2 separate regions of the Mus musculus genome follow, and region 2 is linked to region 1. The links are chromatin contacts, called in public promoter capture Hi-C maps. All regions are on one chromosome and are shown on one strand. Each heading gives the region's core, a stretch centred on a gene start, on an enhancer-like site or on the middle of the called end of the contact. The rest is flanking DNA. Distances are from core to core; before and after follow the strand shown. Region 1 holds the start of Serf2 (small EDRK-rich factor 2). Region 2 holds the start of Epb42 (erythrocyte membrane protein band 4.2).

What was found. Promoter capture Hi-C pulls out the DNA fragments that hold promoters and counts their contacts.
Region 2: a promoter capture Hi-C map of erythroid cells shows a contact between it and region 1, with 5 times the contacts expected there. The contact joins the promoter of Epb42 here to the promoter of Serf2 in region 1. A contact is called at or near these places in 1 of 39 promoter capture datasets (erythroid cells) and 1 of 9 other capture datasets (liver).

What each region holds. Positions count from the first base shown.
Region 1 is chr2:121,447,327-121,451,953 of GRCm38.p6, forward strand. Serf2 (small EDRK-rich factor 2) reads left to right here and starts at 1,872. Exons shown (of 3, transcript NM_011354.3): 1 at 1,872-2,115; 2 at 2,649-2,757; 3 at 3,395-4,627. The coding sequence starts at 2,109. The coding sequence ends at 3,458. Serinc4 (serine incorporator 4) reads right to left here. Exons shown (of 12, transcript NM_001025371.2): 12 at 3,851-4,627.
Region 2 is chr2:121,034,724-121,039,350 of GRCm38.p6, forward strand. It overlaps Epb42 (erythrocyte membrane protein band 4.2), which reads right to left and starts at 2,154. Exons shown (of 13, transcript NM_013513.3): 1 at 1,861-2,154. The coding sequence starts at 1,870.

The sequences.
Region 1 (4,627 bases), core at 622-3,121:
AAATATTAATAGTTCAAGTGGGATTGAACATAGGAAAAATTGAAGATGGTAATGTTTTGTTTTGTGGTTTTGTTTCCTATCTGCTCTTCACAAAGCCAGTTTGAAGTCTTAGTCTCAACTTGATTCTGGGATAGGCATTAGTTTACAGTCCCATCAAAATTTACCACCATACATTTAAATTCATTTCCTTCATCCCGGTGTGTGTCTTTAGAGAACAACTTTCACTTTTATCTTATTTATTTATTTATTTATTTTGATTTTTCGAGACAGGGTTTCTCTGCATAGCCTTGGCTGTCCTGAGACAGGGTTTCTCTGCATAGCCCTGGCTGTCCTGGAACTCAGAAATCCGCCTGCCTCTGCCTCCGGAGTGCTGGGATTAAAGGCGTGTGCCACCACTGTCTTTTATTATCTTTCTGAGGCAGGGTCTGTCATTGTTTCTGTTGGATTGCTTTTGCTTTGTATTCCAGGCTCACTGGTCCTTGAACTTCCAGAAAATTCTCCCATCTCTACCTCTCTTCTCACTATGGGAGTAGTAGGATTACAGATAACACACCACCATACCTACCATTTTATGAGAGTTCATGGATCCAGTCCTGCGACCCCTTAATAAAGTTCCTTATGTAGTGGTGACCCCCAACCATAGAATTATTTTTTGTTTTTGTTTTTCGAGACAACAGCTGTGTAGCCCTAGCTGTCCTGGAACTCACTCTGTAGACCAGGCTGGCCTCGAACTCAGAAATCCGCCAAGTGCTGGGATTAAAGGCGTGCGCCACCACCGCCCGGCTAGAATTATTTTTAAACTGTAATTTTTCTATTATAAATCGTAGTGTAAATATCTGTGTTTTTCAGTAGTCTTAGGCGACTCTGGTGAAAGAGTGGAGTGAAGTCTCTGAATTCAGCTGCTTAGTGAAGGTACTGGACAGGATAAAGTGCCTCTGGTCAGCAGGAAACGCATCCTACTGTTCTGGTTCATGTTGGGGTTATTTCATGATAGTTTAGCAGAATTCCTGTTGTCTTGGACCTGGGAAGGGAGAGAAGGCTTAACTAATCTTTTCTACAGGGGGCGCGCGCATCTGTGATTCAGCAACCGAAAATAAAGATTTAGTTACCAGCCTGATTTCTCTTACAAACCAAATGTAAGGTTTAGGGGAAATGATACAATGTAGGCACGGTCGAGAGAGAGGAGAGAGGAGGAGAGAGGAGACAGAGAGACAGAGACAGAGAGAGAGAGAGAGAGAGAGAGAGAGAGAGAGAGAGAGAGAGAGAGAAAGAGAGAGATGCAAACTAATAAAATAGGAGCATTCCCTAATCTCGGTTCCTGAAGTAACTCCACAGTCAGATTCGGGTATGCTTCGTCACCCCCAAGGCACATTCAAAGTTTCTGTGGGCAGTCTTAAGTCCAGTTCAGTAGTGGAGATGTGCATGCAGGAGCTCTGGACTCAAGCTCTTGGGAAATGATTGCAGGATCACTTTATGACACACTAAAACTGGCTGCGCTTAGGGGCGAGGAAAGTGGAAAGGGGTTTCCTAATTGTCTGCGTATGTTTTCAGACAACTGTGGCAAGTGTTCGGCCAAGAGGCTCGGAGACCGGGGAACCGCACTAAGTTTAGCTCCAGAGAACTGATAGCACATAACCGGATGAACGACCTAGGAAATCCCGCCCTCACCCCGTCCCGTCCCCGCCCCGCCCCTCCCCCGCGTTCCTTCGGGGCGACTTTGTCAGTCAGTACCCTAAACTGTCCCACATGAGGTCACTTTGCCTAGTCACGTGCCCGGCCCCGTCGGAGCGCCACATCGCCAGCCGCACCCCTCCACCCCCCGGCCACGTGACCCGGCCTAGTTTCTACAGGCTGGGACCCAGCGCTCCGGGGAAGCCCCGCCCCGTGCCAGCGCTCCGCCCGCCGAGCTCCGCTCTTCGCCCTCCGGGACTGGCGCGTGGCACCGCACTCCACGTGTTTCCCCCTGCCCAATGAAAGCGGGCGCCCGGGCGTGAAGGGGCGGGAGGAAGAAGACGACTTGGTGGCGTCGCGCGAAGGGGGCGGGGCCTGCAACGTCGGCCCGAACGAGGGGGACGCAACGGAGGCAGGTTGGAGCCGCTGCCGTCGCCATGACCCGTGAGTGCTGGGACCTTTTCCTCTCTCCCTTTTCTTTCTGCTCTCGCTCCCCGCGCGCCCGGGTGCCGGCGTGTGCGTCCCCTCGGCTTCCCCGGCGGGCGGAAGGGTCTTTAGGGAGCGCTCTCCAGCTGCCTCCCGCCCAGCCGGAAGCGCAGCCCTCTGCACGCCGCCACTTGCGGAGACCCCTGTGTTGGGCGCGGGCCGCCGCCGGCTTTCCGCGCTGGGGAAGCCGGGTTCCCTGAGTGGTGGGCCCCGGCGCGTGCCCGTGAGGCCCCGGCGCGTCCCACACACCGCAGCAGCTGTCTGGGCCCCCGCGCCGCCTCAAACTTGACGCGCGCCGCCAGCAGTCTCGACCGCACCGTCCTCCCGCACCCCCAAGTTAACCTACCCCGGGCAGCCGAAGCCCCGCGATGGGGTCGGCGCTGCGGCGGGGGTTGGGGGGACGGTCGGGGTCCCAGTTGCGGGGAGGAGGGGCGCTGGTGTGTACGTGGAGCGGCTCCGGCGTCTCACTTTGTACCTTCTCTTCTTCTTAGGCGGTAACCAGCGAGAGCTCGCCCGCCAGAAGAACATGAAGAAGCAGAGCGACTCGGTTAAGGGAAAGCGCCGAGATGATGGGCTTTCTGCTGCCGCCCGCAAGCAGAGGTAGCCCCAGGGAGGGAAAAGGAAGGGTCGGGCCGGGACTGGACGGGGAGACCTGGGTTAGAGAAAGGGGTGTACCAGGAGAGAGAGCTATTGCAGGGTCCAAGTCTAGGTTAGATGTGAGGGGCAGAGTGCATTGCTTCCTCTAGGGTTTTATTTCCTCCCCACTCTAAATTGTTAGGTCACAGCCATACAGGAAGGGACTGGGGCGGGTCCCTGTCCGCAGGCTGATTTCTGCGGGCCTTAGTTCTGACCTTAAGGGCAAGGGCAGGGGCTTCACATATCAAGTGTAGTTGTTTTGACAGCCCAGTACTTTTGACCCTCCTTGCTGCTTGTCTCTCCTCCCTCTTCCCGACTTTCTCACTAGTGTTGTTGGGGTGTGGTACTTAGTACAGAATAGAGAGCCTTGGGCCTGAGCGGCCAGACTTCTGACCCCTTGGGCAACAGCCATATGGAGACTGATTGATTGCCTTTTGACCCTTAGCTCTGTTCCTCTTGTTCTCCTAGGGTGGGAATATAGCAGCCATATGCTGAACTTTGTCCCATCCACTTCCATCTTATCCTCTGTACCCTTCATCCCCTGCATCTTGTCCTTTTTGCCCTCTGGTACCTCCCAGTGCCCCATCATCTCTACCCCCAGGGACTCGGAGATCATGCAGCAGAAGCAGAAAAAGGCAAACGAGAAGAAGGAGGAACCCAAGTAGCCTTGTGGCTTCGTGTCCAACCCTCTTGCCCTCCGCCTGTGTGCCTGGAGCCAGTCCCACCATGCTCGAGTTTCTTCCTGTAGTGCTCACAGGTCCCAGCACCGATGGCATTCCCTTTGCCCTGAGTCTGCAGCGGGTTCCTTTTGTGCTTCCTTCCCCTCAGGTAGCCTCTCTCCCTCTGGGCCACTCCTGGGGGTGAGGGGGTTACCCCTTCCCAGTGTTTTTTATTCCTGTGGGGCACACCCCAAAGTATTAAAAGTAGCTTTGTAATTCCTTGAGCGCCTGGTTTGACTGGGGATTGGGGGCATGGGGATGGAGGAGTGACTGCCCTTCCCCACTAAAAGGGGGGAGTTTTGTTAGGCACCTAAGAGATTATGGATTTGTAGACTTCATAAGGAAAACATCACAGAAGAAGCCTTTATTTTAACTATTGCAACCGGAAAAGCACTCCAGTTATATGGCAGAGGAGTCCTCTAAGAACTATAGAGACTTCTTTTCTGTGATTTTTATCCCCCACACCGACCTTGGACACCATCCCCAGGATGGTATTGAGGGTCATAAGAGGGAAGGATCTAAGACCCAAATTTATGTCTCTTCATTCTTTGTTTGCTTGAAAGTTGGCCAAAAAAAAAAATCCTGCTGCTCACCAACTTCTGGTGGTCAGCCACTCTGGATGCTCACATTCTCTTCTGTTCTGTCAATCCTCATGGAATGAAGGTGGTTTTTGTCTTCCATTTCCTTTGACCTCAAGACCAGGATTAAAACCTATGGTAGCCTCTGCTCCCTTCTTCCCCTGCCCTGGTTTGTTCTGTGGTCTGGGCTTCTTCCACCACTGCTTAGGGCTGAGCTACTCATTTCCTTTTGATTGCTAAGAGCAGACCCAAATCTTCAATCTCTGTAGGTCTTTCCCTGACCTTATCTCCAGCCCTGGAACCAGAAAGGGTCTTGTGCCACACTGCTAGGATCAGGTAAGGCTCCTGGGTTTACTTCCTGGGAGTTAGACTCTTGAGCTTTAATGAACTAGTGAGTTTGTCTGCTTCTTCAAATTTAGATACTTACTGAGCCTATGCACCGATAACTGCTCATTTGTCCTTGAGGTATTGAGTTCAGCTGGGTGTTCCTGGAGCTAAGATTAAGAGCATAATCTAAAGGGTCTGTCTCCCAGTTTG
Region 2 (4,627 bases), core at 904-3,403, 410 kb before region 1:
TCCTCTCTTTAGACTAACTGTCCCTCTTTGAAGAGTTATACGAAATGAGTTACACACATATACACTTCCGTTTCTGTGCTAGCATTTACTTTGCACTAGCATAATGACAAACGTGTATTAAGACCCATTAAACATTAACATTTATTTCTGGCTCTGAATCCAAACAATGAATAAATCTCGAATCTTGCCCACTCCTCATATCCCTCTTTTTTGAGACAGGGCCTCATGTACCCTGGGCTAGTCTTCAACTTTCTGTGTACCTGATGTTGAACTTCTAATATTCCCGAATCCCCCTTCCCAGTGCCTGGGATGGAACACAGGCCTGTGCCTACCAGGTGAGCACTCCACCCCCGAGCTACAGGCTTAGTGCCACATTCAGGGTTTTGAGAGCACAATTAGATAATATTAGAACTGGTTTGAGGCCACTGAGTCAAATCCTCTTGTCATAAAGATGAGATGGGCAAGACTGAGAATAGAATCAACTCACCTGAGATCATGTGTGAGTTTTGATCTAAAGGCTCACCATCTCATGACACTTGAAAGGAGGTGGCTGAGTTGTGAGCCCACCTTCTCTGATGGTTGAGTTGGCTGGGTGGTGGAGGGGTGAGCTGTCACATGATGTGAACCAGGTACACTGGGGTCATTCAGTAACCACAGCATCATGGTGTGAGCTATTCTTCAGAATCCTTTGGACTTTTTTCTATCTGAAGGCTTCTCTCTTTTACCTGAAAGGTGCTTGGTCACCTTCTAATACCTAGAGACATTTCCTCTAAAGTCCCTGCTGACTTCTCCAGGTAGAGCTTGGTCCCATTTTACAAGCATCATCCACTGCTCCCTGCCCGTTGACCCCTCCCCCACCGCCATCCCAGCGAGCGAGCTCATTGAGAGGCTGTGTGTACTTCATGTCTGCATTCTCTGCCCAGCACTATGCTGAACACAATTGATTTCCCAGTCGATGTTTGCTCCCTCAATGACAGACCATGAACGTGGAATCAGCCCTAAGAAGAATTTCTCAGATGCACTCGGGGCTCAGGCTGCACTGTGCTGGCCCTCACAGCGGAGGTGCCCAGAGTTTCTAAGTCCTCTCAATGGGTTTGTCTTACTGCTTTGCCTGTCTCTGTCCACTGTACTTGTGTTAACCAGCTCCCACCATCCCTTCCCTCCTATTAAGCTTTGAGGATGCGAGCCTCACGATTTCCCAGGCATCTTTAGTTTCTTTCTATTGCTGTGTTAAAACACCATGTCCAAAAGCAACTTGGTAAAGAAAGGGTTTATTTTATCTTATGTAGTCCATCATTCAGGGAAATTGGGGCAGGAACCCGGAGGCAGGAACTGAAGCAGAAGCCTCGAAGGAACAGAGGAGCTCTACTTACTGACTTACTCAGCCTGCCTTCTTATATACTACCCAGGACCACCTGCCTAGGACGGCACAACCCACAGTAGGCTGGGTCCTCGCACATCAATCGACAATAGAGAAAATGAACCACATGCTGGCCCACTGGCCAAGCCACAGGGGATTTTTTTTTTTTCTCAATTGAGATTTTCTCTTCCAAAATGATTCTGGCCTGTATTGAGTTGACATAAAAAGGAGCCAGCACCTCAGGTGTAACTCATTTGTATCATAGCCTAGAGAGTTGTAGCCATTTGCATTATGTTGATCCTGGGCTATGAATACAAATGCATGATAATTATTCATAAGTGCAATTAAAATTGCCATGCAACTGCCTACCCCACACTCACACCACCACCATTTCTCTTCCCACTCCTCACATCTTACATACCCTACTGTCACCTCCATGACCAACTTATTTCCTTGAATAAAAACATGTCACCCAGCAGCCAAGAACTGGGTTAGCTTACCTTGCCCCATGGCTGCAGGCTACTGGAATCCACAGCCCAGGAAGTGCTGACCTCACACTGTCGCTTCTGTGTTCTCTCTCTAGATCTATCTCCACACTGGCGAAGATGGTGGACTTCTGTTGGTTTAAAGCCTCTGAAAAGCCAATTCCCCTCACTCCTCCTGTGAGCCTGCTGGCAGGTGTCTTGGCTCCTGCTCCCTCCCTGCTGCTATCTCCTAGGCCAGCTGCTGGGAGTGACCCTTTCCTCTCTCATGATGCCGCTTAGGCAGGAGGCCTAGGCAGGCCTCTGTCTGTCAGGCTAGATCAATAACTCCTGAGAAGACTTGCTGGCTGGAAAAAGTTCCTCAAAGCCTGACTCTTCAGTGACTTCAAGAACCCTTCACAGATGTTTTCTGGACAACTCTAGATGCTGCTGTATAAACAGTGGGTCCGAACCCAACTCTGAACCTCCTGCCTCAAGTAAAATATGAGCAGCTGCTTACCATATGCATGTCAGGAAACCATCTGTTTGAACGAGATAAGGAAATAGAGACTGTTGAAAAAGAAAATACAGAGGCCAGGGCCCACGCTCTTTGGAGATGACCTGCTCTGGGACAGCCAACCAGAGACAGTTTAGAATTGTTTGGGGCTCTGCTCTAGTCCTTCTGCTTCCTCCTTGGTTCTTAAGGATGAAGGCACAGGAAAGGGTCTCCTGTCTGGCCCTCCCGGACTTTCTGGCTCTTTGCCTGGGCTTGCCAATGTATGTCCAGGGGAACATTCGGGGCAGCTGGTATGTGAGGTGCCCGTGGAAGGACACAGAACAGGCCACATGAGTGAGCACTGTTTCCTGTGGACAGGGAAGCTCGGGTGGCTTGCTTTGCTGTTCACCCTTTTAAAACTTTTAACTATAACCTCCTTGAAGAATAATGACAAAAAAAGAAGAGAGAAAGGAAGGAAGGAAGGAAGGAAGGAAGGAAGGAAGGAAGGAAGGAAGGAAGGAAGGAAGGAAGGAAGCCCTACTGCCTCCTAACCTCCAGATAAGACATTTTCCCTAAGAACTGAAGAATCAGATTTTTCATTATTTGATTTTTTTTTTACCTGGAAAACACACATCTAAACATGATGAGAAAAGGTGACTAGGACCTGGCCAGTACCAGCATCCTGAAGCCAGTATAGTAGTTTTCACACCTGTAATTACTGACTGTTGGAAATGTAATTAAAGCCTTAACTTACAGTACTTAACAATGAGAGGTGGAATATCAGAAATAAACCCGAGGAATGTGGAAGGGCTGTGAGGAAAAGGACTGGAGGGCAGAAGGAAGACATGAAGAGATGAGACTGTAGCTCCGGAGCTTGGATAGGATGCCTCAGTATCATTAAGACACCAAACTTCCCCGGCTGATCTTCAGGTTTATGATCTTTTTTTTTTTTTTTTAATTAGGTATTTTCCTCATTTACATTTCCAATGTTATCCCAAAAGTCCCCCATACCCTGCCCCCTCACTCCCCTCCCCACCTACTCCCACTTTTTGGCCCTGGCGTTCCCCTGTACTGGGGCATATAAAGTTTGCAAGTCCAATGGGCCTCTCTTTCCAGTGATGGCCGACTAGGCCATCTTTTGATACATATGCAGCTAGAGACACGAGCTCTGGGGGTACTGGTTAGTTCATAATGTTGTTCCACCTATAGGGTTGCAGTTCCCTTTAGCTCCTTGGGTACTTTCTCTAGCTCCTCCATTGGGGGATCTGTGTTCCATCCAATAGCTGACTGTGAGCATCCACTTCTGTGTTTGCTAGACCCCGGCCTAGTCTCACCAGGTTCATGATCTTAAGGCTCCAGCAAACCCATCAAAACGATTGTCCTTTGAAACCAGGTAGACTGATTTTAAGTTTTAAAAAGAAACATAAAAAGCAGAAATAACATGTGATCAGGGATCCTAGATAATAAAATGAGGTGTGGGATCAGATGGAGATGAACAGAGGGTCAGGAAATTGAACAGAGGTGTGTAGCAATGAGGGATGGAGAACTGGGGGTAGCAACCAGAAAGTCCCAGATGCCAGGAAAACAAGAGTCTCCCAGGACCCCATGGGGATGACATTAGCTGAAGTACCCCACAATGGGGAAGGAGAACCTGTTGAGACCATATCCAGAGATTAGGAATGGTTGAGGGATGGGGCCACCCAACTATCTCCAAAATTTTAACCCAGAATTGCTCCTGTCTAAAGGAAATACAGGAACAAAGAGTGGAGCAGAGACTGAAGGAAAGGCCATCCAGAGTCTGCCCCACCTGGGATCCATCCCACATGCACATACCAAACCCAGACACTTTTGTGGATGCCAAGAAGTGCTTGCTGACAGGAGTCTGATATAGCTGTCTCTTGAGAGGCTCTGCCAGATCCTGACCAATACAGATGTGGATGCTTGCAGCCAACCATCAGACTGAACACAGGAACCCCAATGGAGGAGTTAGGAGAATGACTGAAGGAGCTGAATGGGTCTTATCTGGCATCAATGAGAGGAGAGGCCCTTGGTCCTGTGAAGGCTTGATGCTCCAGTGTAGAGGAATGCTAGGGCGGTGAGGTGGGAGTGGGTGGGTGAGTGGGGGAGCACCCTCATAGAAGCAGAGTAAGGGGGATGGGATAAGGGGTTTGTAGAGAAGAAACTGGAAAAAGGGATAACATTTGAAATGTAAATAAATAAAATATCCTATTTATAAATAAATAAATAAAAAACATGATGATCCTGATAACTTAGAAACATCTGTATTAAATGTACTAAACATTGTACTTT